Linked DNA regions of Mus musculus: regions 1 and 2 are each linked to region 3. The links are chromatin contacts, called in public HiChIP or PLAC-seq maps. All regions are on one chromosome and are shown on one strand. The core of a region is the stretch at or near the end of the contact, and the rest is flanking DNA. Distances in the headings are between cores, read along the strand shown. Region 1 holds the start of Rab3gap1 (RAB3 GTPase activating protein subunit 1). Region 2 overlaps Rab3gap1 (RAB3 GTPase activating protein subunit 1). Region 3 overlaps Tmem163 (transmembrane protein 163).

The links. HiChIP or PLAC-seq counts read pairs in DNA pulled down with a chosen protein or histone mark.
Region 1: an H3K27ac HiChIP or PLAC-seq map of embryonic stem cells shows a contact between it and region 3, with 3 times the contacts expected there. The contact joins the promoter of Rab3gap1 here to the enhancer-like site in region 3. A contact is called at or near these places in 6 of 39 promoter capture datasets (the C10 cell line, cranial neural crest, hippocampal neurons and 2 more), 2 of 115 datasets of contacts at active chromatin or transcription factors (embryonic stem cells and pancreatic cancer cells) and 1 of 9 other capture datasets (liver).
Region 2: an H3K27ac HiChIP or PLAC-seq map of embryonic stem cells shows a contact between it and region 3, with 3 times the contacts expected there. The contact joins two enhancer-like sites. A contact is called at or near these places in 8 of 484 Hi-C or Micro-C datasets (LSK cells, bone marrow-derived macrophages, cerebral cortex and 5 more), 2 of 115 datasets of contacts at active chromatin or transcription factors (both in embryonic stem cells) and 1 of 9 other capture datasets (liver).

The regions. Positions count from the first base shown.
Region 1 is chr1:127,867,519-127,870,669 of GRCm38.p6, reverse strand. It overlaps Rab3gap1 (RAB3 GTPase activating protein subunit 1), which reads right to left and starts at 1,897. Exons shown (of 24, transcript NM_178690.4): 1 at 1,841-1,897; 2 at 1,690-1,745. The coding sequence starts at 1,858.
Region 2 is chr1:127,903,222-127,906,691 of GRCm38.p6, reverse strand. Rab3gap1 (RAB3 GTPase activating protein subunit 1) reads right to left here. Exons shown (of 24, transcript NM_178690.4): 7 at 2,855-3,020. Among named protein-coding and RNA genes, the nearest start is that of Rab3gap1, 36 kb to the right of the region's middle. Within about 2 kb of position 1,756, at least 27 of the 459 cell types and tissues checked have an H3K27ac peak or open chromatin away from gene starts, as enhancers often do. A contact at or near this core is called in embryonic stem cells, where this site is marked.
Region 3 is chr1:127,506,231-127,509,681 of GRCm38.p6, reverse strand. The region is part of intron 5 of Tmem163 (transmembrane protein 163); the gene reads left to right. Among named protein-coding and RNA genes, the nearest start is that of Gm41947, 28 kb to the right of the region's middle. Within about 2 kb of position 2,166, at least 13 of the 459 cell types and tissues checked have an H3K27ac peak or open chromatin away from gene starts, as enhancers often do. A contact at or near this core is called in embryonic stem cells, where this site is marked.

The sequences.
Region 1 (3,151 bases), core at 648-3,147, 360 kb before region 3:
CTACCTTCAAAATATCAACTTTACAGTCAATGTGCCCAAAAGAGCACTCTTGATACATATCTTTTCGTTTAGGCATGAACCTGAAGTTTCATAATTGAGCCTTTCCCCTCAGACTTACATTAAGCTCATCTACCTAAATCTAGTTCACTCTATCCAACTAATTACAGTTCCACTTTATGAATCAATGTAAACTGCTTACTTCATTTTACCACAATGTAACAACTTAAACCAAACAATCCTTGCACCATAGGATCAAAAGCTCTTGCCACTTTAAGCAGCAGTGCTTTCTAAATATGGTCTTCTGACCTGCTGGCATCTGTATTACCTGGGACCATGTTAGAAAAGCAAATTTGGGGATTGGACCTAAAACCTAATGGGAAACACTGAGAACCGAGACCAGCAGGTTCTGATGCACAGTCAAGTTGGAGAGTTTTTAGTCAAGTGCACCAACTCTCGACGCCTCTGCCTTGGCTTTGGAAACTGATCTCACTGTATCATTTTTATTTATTTCCCAGTGATAATTCCTCACTTACTTGTCTCGAAATGTCAGTCCCTTCTCATGTTTAACCAAACCCTGAACCATTTTCCCTTTCCTTTCTTAAGGCAGTACCTCTTAGATTGCTCAGGCTGGTCTTAATTCCTTAGCTCAAGTGATCCGCCTCAGCCTTGCCAGTAGTCACTATTATACACAGGTGCCACGTCACCCAGCTTCCATTTCCCTCCCCAATTTCAAAGCAGGCATTTCCTATCTTTTCCCTACAAAAATGTCTCCAACAATTTTGTAGTCCACGTTTTCCCTACTTAACTAGTTCTTTGTAGTTAGTACCAACTGGCTTACATTTTAACTATTTGTTGGAGTTTTTAAAAGGTATATAGATTTCCCTGATCTTAGGATAGTTCAGGGCACACAGTACTTCCTCATAAAGTCTTGCTAGTGTGTTAAGTCTTACTGACTCGATGAAGTGTGGGGATGGGAACACAAGTCAAACTACTATTTCAAAGATCTTTTATATCTTCCTATGCCACCAACTGATATGAGAGCCACACATTTGTAAAGCCTACAAGCACTGCAACAATAACCTCAATAGCTAGCTATCAAGCCAACAAACTTAGTTTTCAACTCACTCAGGTGATAAAACATGTTCGCCTTAATGCAGTTGTTCATCTGAATTTGACAAGCTCGGGAAGTCTGGGCACAGGACCAAGTTTAAAATGTAACGCTGTGAATCAAAACATTCCAAAGACGTATGTAAACATACTATTTATAAGTATGAAATAGTAGAATTTTAATTTTTTAATTTCTCGAAGACAGGATAACGATGGTAAGAGGATGACAGATGAACAGTCATCGGTACGCTAAAAGTCTCTTCCAATAAACACAGGAAGAAAACACAGCAGCTGCTTAGCTGACGGCTTTGATGACAACTGAGGCAAATTGACATGAAAGCATAAGACCCGGGGACGACCTCGGAAATGGTTTTCTGTGCCAGGGAAGTGATCTGGAAGTCAACACAACTTGTTTTAAAGGCGGAGTCTGAAGGTTGGTCTGACCTGTCTGTATGATTGATGCGGAAAAAGCCAAAGTTGCCGTGGCGCGGAAGAAGAGACGAAGCGTGGGCGTCTCCCTCCGAACCAGCGTCACCTGTGTGATGCCGCCCGGGGCCAGACAGGACCAAACACACTACTCACCTCTCCCACTCCGAGGCTGTGGTGAAGTCTGTGATCTCAAACACTTCGGACTCGGGCTGCGGGGACAGAGAAGAGCACAGACAGTAAGCTGCGGGCCACTGACGTCGGCGGCAGAACTCTGTGACAGAGGCACCCAGGGCGCAGAACTCACCTCACTGTCCGCCGCCATCTTGCGGAGCGGAGCGTCAGGCCCCGCGCGAAGGCTGTCGGGAAGAAGGGAGCTAGGAGGAGGGCACTGAGTGGCCGTGGGCGGGGCCTCGGTGGGTGGTGGGTGGGGCCCCGAAGCGGGCCCGCCTACAAAGGGCCTGCTGGAAGGTGGGAAGACCTTTTTCCTCCAGACAGAAAGATCTTAGTGTGGCATACGCTCTTCTTCAAGGTGGTTTAGTAATATTTTTTTTAAAATTCTGTTGGGGCTAGAGGGATAACTGTGCAGTTAAGACTACCCGCTGCGCTTTCACAAGACCTATGTTCGATTTCCAGCACCTGCATAGCAGTTCACAACCATTTGTGATTTCAGTCCAAAGGGATCCTGTACCTGCTTCTGGCCTCGACTGACACCAGGCATGCACGTGCTGCACAAACAGATTTACATGCTGACGAAACACTCATGCACATGAAATAAAATTAACAAGTATTGTTTAAAGAATTAAAAGTAAAAATAATAAGAGTATTTTGTAGACTCAAGAAGAGCTGATGAGCCGAGCGTGGTGGCACACACCTTTAATCCCAGCACTCGGGAGGCAGAGGCAGGCAGATTTCTGAGTTCGAGGCCAGCCTGGTCTACAAAGTGAGTTCCAGGACAGCCAGGGCTACACAGAAAAACCCTGTCTCGGAAGAAAAAAAACAACCAAACAAACAAAAAACAACAACAACAAAAAACAAAAACAAACTGATGAACATTTTGAAATTGTTACATGACATTCACATCCACAGATGTATTGGGCTACATTCATAAATATCTTGGGGCATATGTAGTCCTATATGGCAAAGACCCTAGATATGCATGGTCACAATTGTATTTAAAAACCTCTTTGAGTTTTCATTCAAATGGGTTTTTTTTTAGATTTATTTATTCATTTTATGTATATGATTACACTAGAATGTGTATGAGTATATTTATTTTATGTATATGAGTATACCAGAAAAGGGCATCAGATCCCATTACAGATGGTTGTGAGCCACCTTGTGATTGCTGGCATTTGAACTCAGAACCTTTGGAAGAGCACTCTTAACCACTGAGCCATCTCTCAAGCCCTTGGTTTTGTTCTTGAGATAGGGTTCATAAGCCAGCCTCACACGCCTTGTGGTGAGAAGAGCGAACTGGAATTCTGATCCTCTTGCCTCCTTTTGAGTATCCTGACTGCAGTCATGTAGCACCGTCTTGGATTGTATGGTGTGGTGGTAAAGACAGAAGCGAGGACCATGCATGCTAGGCAAAAGCTCTACCAACAGAACTACATCC
Region 2 (3,470 bases), core at 507-3,006, 400 kb before region 3:
TAACAGGTAGATGTGAGCCACAATGTAGGTGCTGGGAATGGAACCCAGGTCCTCTGAGAGCAGTCAATGCTCTTAACCATGGAGCCACCTCTCTGGGCCCAAATAAAACTTTTATTAAAAAGAATAGGCAAAAAGTATAGTTCTAAAACAAATATACAAATTAGCTATTAAATTATAAAACCATGATTTATAAGGAACATGAAATAACTAAACATATTAAAGTTGAAAAGGAAAAGCACTGAGAAGGTTCAAATATTTAGTAGTATGGTGGAAGAGATTTAAAGCTGTACTTTATGTGACAGCAAATGGCAAAACTGGGCCCATCAACAGGAACTCTTTCCTAAAAGTTAGTGCTCTATGAAATGAAATCAGCTACTCTATCTCAGGTGACAGTTAAAGGGTAATTTTATAAAGATGTGGACAGCTTTAACTATGAAGAAAACGTTACAGTGCTCAACTACCTTAACTTCAATTTTCTCAGATCAATTTTGAGAGAAGCCAACCATCAAGAGTTCTTTAAAACTGTGAAAGGCTGAGAGGTGACATGGTAAACTAACAATGCTTTTCATTTAAAACCTCAGCTATTGACAGCCAAAATCTAAGTTAGGCTTCACACATCAAGACAGTCTCTTTAAAATAGAAGTTTCCAAAGAGAAATGTTGAGCTACACAGAAGTAATACAAAAATATCTGAAAATGTTCATTACTATTTCTTAAAAGGAATAAGATTTTTGAAGGCTTTTTTACAATAAAGTTTTAGTTACAAAAAGAAAAGAGAAATTACTTCTGACCATTAAAAAAGAAACAAGAAGCCAGGTATGGTGAGGTATGCCTTTAATCCCAGCACTTGGGAGGCAGAGACAGGCAGATCTCTGTGAGTTCAAAGCCAGTCAGGTATACAAAGCAAGTCCAGGACAGCCAGGGCTACACAGAGAAATTCTGTCTTGGAAAAACCAAAAAAAGAAGGGATAAGATTATAAATATTGGCATCAGACCAGAAATTTCACAAAATGCTAATTAAATACTTCTGATGTTTAAAAAGAAAAAAAAAAAGGAAATGAAGAGAAATCAACACAAAGTTGGGCTTTTCAAAAAAAAAAAAAAATTCCCACCATATTATATACAGAATTAGATAGTTCAGATTTCAGAGCCCAGAAGACTTGGGTAACAAAGTTACTACATACATCAAATGTTTCCAAGACTGATTTTTAATTGAGACAACCACAAAAGATTATGTTAAGAAAAAATAAATGATAAAAAGAAGACCTGACTTTAAAATTCCTATCCTGTATTTCAGATGGATTTGAGTTTGGCTGGCCAGGCAGCCTGCCTCCTTCCAAGCTTCAATTCTTCCTTTTTATAGTACTGGGAATGTTCTTAGTTATTGTTTCATTGCTGTGGAGACACCATGACTAAGGCAATTTACAAAGGGAGGCAAGTAACTGGGGCTTGCTTACTGTTTCAGAGGGTTAATCTGTAACATCATGGCAGGGAAGCATGCTGGCAAACAGGCTGGCCAGCGGAGCCCTATCCCTCCCTGGCTGAGAGCTTTACATCCTGATCTGCAGGCAGTAGGCAGAGAATGGAAAAAGACACTTGGCCTGGCATGGGCTTTTAAAACCTCAAAGCCTACCTCCAGTGACATTCCTCTCAAATAGGACACCTCCTAATTCTTCTCAGACTGCACTAACTGGGGATCAAGATTTAAACACAAGAGCCCATGGGGGCTATTCTCATTCAAACCACCACAGCACTGGAGATAGAACAAAGACTCTCATGCATGCTAGGCAGGCTTTCTACTACACTAAGCCAAACCTCTGGTTCCGTGCTTTTCTAATCAAGTTCTAATCCTAACAAACAATACCTATTTAAAACAGAGAAATTCCTTTTTAAAATAATAAAACCTTGCAAAGTTGGAAAATGAATATAATCAACACTCACATGACTTGTACCAAGTTCTGTGGCACAGAACCCTCCCCTCCACGTGTATTTTTTTCCTGAACCCTTTAAAATGTGTAATCACCAAGGCAGTTAGTTCACTTCTCAGTACCTCAGCAACTACTTAAGAAGGATGTTTTCCTATGCAGCTTCAATGTTTAACACAAGAAATCTAACATCAACACTAATTTTTAAATACTCAGTACATATTAAAACTATCCCAACAATCCTAAACCAGGTCTTCCCTGTCTGCTCTGCCTTGATCGAGTAAAAACCATTCACTGTACGCGGCAGTCATCTCATTCACCTTCTTTAATCTAAACAGCTGCAGCGTTTATTTCATGAGTCTAGACCAATTACTCTGTTAAAAAAGTTCAACTTTGGAAATAAGCGGTTGCTTTTACACATTTTACACATTTCTATTTATGTTAAACATCCAGACAGAAACACTGCTCAGATGCGTCCTCCTGAGTGGGTCACACTAAAGAAAAATGCAATATCAGTTGGTTTTTTCTTTTCAATTCATTTTCCTTTTCTTTTTATATTTTAGGTTTATGGGGGGGTTGCTGCATGTGTACCTGTGCACCACATGTGTGTCTGGTGCCCTCAGAGGTCAGAAGAGGACACTGGAGTGAGTCCCTGGAACTGGGGTTACAAAAGACTGAGAGCCACCCTGTGGGTGCTGGAATGGAAGCCAAAGCCTCTGGAAGAACTGCTGAGTCATCTCTCCAACTCAATTAATTTTTTAACTAATATATAAAATCATAAATTTAACTTACATAATTTATTTCAGTTTGCTAATCAAGTTTGATTACAATTTATTACATAATTGATGATAGAAAATTTCTATATACTCAAATTACCAAACTGCTTTTATTTTATTCCAAATAAGACTGACACCACCAACGTCAACTCACAATTTTGGATTTGAAGATGTCCAGCAGGCCTGACAAATGAGTGTACTGACTTGGCACTTTTCGAAGATGAACCATTTCAAAGTCAGTACGAACACCAGGACCTTGACATTCTCCCATGTACATTCGTCGCCATTTGTGATGTATTTGGACAAACAGTGGTACCTGGCTAAAGAATATGGGTAAAAAGGAGCAGAAATTAGGCTCACTCATTAAACAGTAAATATCCTAAACCTCAAAACTGTCCTGTTTATTTAATGTCAGATATTTTCAATCTCTATAGGAAGAATACAGATTCCCATTCATTACAAAGATACACTTAGCTTCTCCTCTCCTTACCCTAACAAACTGATGAAGCCTATTGGCACTTTAGCAAAAGAAAAAAACTTTAAAACCAACTCTGTGAAGTATTTCTTTATCATTTAAAGGTAGAGTTAATTTTCACCATTCACAGGTTTCTGTTTCTGTAAATTAAAACTGCATCTGTAACCCCCAAAACAACACTAGCAGTACAGAGTATGTGCAGATCTGCAGTGCAGAAAGATGCTGAGTCTCTAAGTTAATGTTTCAGATGAACTCAAATTAGGTAATGATTCACCTTCCTGTCTCAACTCTCAGA
Region 3 (3,451 bases), core at 917-3,416:
CAAGGTGCATTTAAAAAACAAACAAACAAACAGAAAACCTCTTTCCTAGAGGCAACCACTTATAATTTTTATAAATCTTCACATCTCTTTATTTTAATTTTTGCTTATTAGAGCAAGCTTTAAAAAATATTAATTTACGTCAGTGTAATTGGTTATCTTTGTTGACTCACTCTAGAAGCTCTGTCACAAACCTGTTCAGAGGTGTGTCTCCTAGGTGATTCTTAATCCCGTCAAGTTGGCAATCCAGATTGGCCATTTTAGGGTCTGTGTTGTCATGCATTGTTTTAGGAACCCCAGAGGAACCTCTTCCTTTACATGCTCATGATCATCTGGAGAGGAGGGTGTGGGCAGGTAGTCACCAGGGAAGGAAGGCATGAACCCAGCCTGGTGGCTCGACTCTGTACCCATGGCAACGCTCTGGGATCAGAGTACTTGGTTCCAGAGACTCACATTCTCATAGGAGAAGACGGCACTGTGTCCGATGGCTCATTTAACAGAAGCCAGGATGCACCAGGTGTCAGGAAGCCAGGGAGTGAGTGTCAGCCCAGGCTCTCAGACGCCCTACTGGACCCTTGGGCAATCTTAGCACCTTTGCTGGCAAGCCGGTGTCTTTCTCTGAGGCGTCCTGTGACCCTGGCATCCATCTCAGTTCCATGGACCCCAGGAAGCTGGCACCTACTCTCCTCTCTATACTCAGCAGGACCTATCAGCCTGACCAGAAAATGTCAGGACTAGCATGACCCAGTCGGTCTTTAGCCACTTAAAGGAATACCCCCAGTATTCCCTTTTTATTACCACTGATCCAGGCATCAGTGTTCAACATCCTGACTTCCACATGGTCTGATGCTAACTTACAAAATTCCAGGCCTTCGAATGGGAGCACAGAGTAATTTGTCAATATATAATTTAATCACTGGGGGTGGGGGAGGGATGAGGCTTGTGCTTAGTGTGATTTCCACACATCTGAGGGGGCGGGGGAGGGTGGTGACGAAAAGTTCTGAAGATGAGAATGACTGTTTTAATTTCACCTGGGGCCATAAATCGATTCTCATGCATTATTCAGCCGGCACCAGCATCGCCCTGGTGGCACTCTGACACATGCAGTGTCGGAACGGTTTGAAATCTGTCCTCATTAGGAAGGCAAAGGACGCCTTTTTGCAGGCATAAGCAAGCGAGCCTCCAGAGTCCCCTCTCACCATCTCACATCCTATGAACAGGAAAGCGGGGGTCAACAGGGGAAGGGTGGCAGATCCGGCCTCCATCTGATGTTAGTAGCTATAGTTCATCGTGTCCCAGTGTTGCAACTGTTACTGTCACCTCCTATAAAGAATAAGCCCCGCATGGGAGGTGACAACTGGCACACACTATTGAAATAATTTCATTTTGACACAAGGTTTTCCTGTGAGCAGCGGCATGAATACAAAGGCTCAGAGATGCAGCTGTCTGGGGAAAACAGGAGTGGTGCCTGGGACTGCAGAGAGACTCAGCAAGGTGATGCTAGAAACAGCTGCTTGGCGTGCCTGGCAACTCATGCCTGTGCCACAGGATAGCTATGAATGCGGCCACATAAAACTCTACTCACTTAAAACATTATGAGATTTTTCCTCTCTCTCTCTCTCTCTCTCTCTCTCTCCCACCTCTCTCTCTCTCTCTCTCTCTCTCTCCCTTCCTCCCTTTCTCCCTCCCTCCCTCCCTCCCTTTTTAACTCCGTTGTGTGTTTTTTCCAGCTTGGACTTTGTAGATGACAGATGGTGTTACAATGTCAAAAGGTTGGCCATGTTTTACTATGTATGGAAGTATATGAATGGATGAAAGTCATGGAGAAGATGCAATCAGATGTCCTTACCCTGTGTGTTGATGGGAGGGATCTTGGGGGAGTGGGATGCTGAGAGAGGGTGATGTTCCATATTAGCCAGCAAGTTGGAAGAGGCACATTTTCATGGACATATCCTGATGGCCAAGATCTCACTCTGTGATTGGACTAGCTTTCTAAGAGTCTGTTGTAGCTCCCAATGGAGGAAGCACAGCTAAGCCTCCACCTTTGCTCTTTTCTCTCTGACTTTACCTCCTGGTCTCCTAAATAAGGGGACAGCATTAGACCTTGTGAGGTTAAATCTTGATTGCCAGATGGCTTGTAGCTGGAATTGACCTTTGGGTGGGTCTGTGAGGGAATTTCCAGGAAGGGTTAACTGAGACAAAGGACCCTGTCTCAGAATGGGTGGTGCCGCCTCCCAGGTGGCCTTCACTTGTTACTGTTAAATGAATCTCCTGCCACCGTCCTTCCCCACCATCAGAACCCAGTTTCTTCAGCTTTCCACTGTAGGCTGAAGCCCCGCAGCTCTTCAGGAGTCCTCCAGGGCTTCTTTAGCACCAGACAGGGACTGCTGAGTCACCTGGCCTCATGGACTGCTCAGCTACTGGGTTCTCAGCTTTACAAAGGTGCAGATGGTCACCCTTGGACTGGCTGCCGGCAATTTGATTAATCAACTGCGCGTGCGTGCGCGTGCCCTCGCTCATTACCCTTCTCTAGAGAATCCCAATACAGGCCCTCTTGGCTGCCCTTCTATTTGTTAGCTCCATGAAGTAACAATTTCTCCACTGGGAACCTAAATGGGGAAAAAGTGCTTTAAGCACAAGCAGCATAGATGTAATTATAAAAAACCAAAACCAAAACCAAAACCAAAACCCCAACTTTTTTTTGGAAGGTGCTGAGACCAGTAGAATAAACATCAGACCACGCAGGAGAAGGGGCTGAAGCTTGCAGCAACATGTATGAGCCTCAGAACATGATAAAAGAATTCTGATGGAAACACGCATACTGTGTGGCCAACTGTATAAAATCCAAGGACAGGAGGGATTAATATATGTGCGTGAAGTCATAAAGCAACTGTGTGGGGTTAAGTGAGGGTATGAGGGAGCTTGCTGGGTGTCTGGGGGAGAGAACTTTCTGGGTTTTTTTTGGTTGGTTTATTTATGTTTTACTACTGTCACAATAAGAGTCAATCTCTAATATCTATGTTCAAATGTTTTATTATAGCTTAATATTTTTAGTGTAGGGGCGTGCACGCCACTGTGAGAGTGTGGAGATCAGAGGATAGCTTACAGGAGTCAGACCTTTCCTTTTCTCATGGGGCTGGGACTGAGTTCGGAGAGGGTTCGGCTTGGCAGCAAGCGCCAACTACCCACTAAGCCAGCTTTCGAGCCTTGTAATCTTTGTATTAAATGTACATTAATTATACCTCAATAAAAAAACATACAGGATGGCACCTACTGACAATCCCAGAGATGGAAGCCAAAAGATTAGAGTTCAGGGGCATCCCTTGTTTTATAGTGAGTTTGAGGCTAGCCTGGTCTGCATGAACCCTGTCTCAGAAAAATAAAGTAAAATAAAATAAAATAAAATAAAATAAAATAAAATAGAGTAATAATGCTTGAAAACCTTAGTCACTAG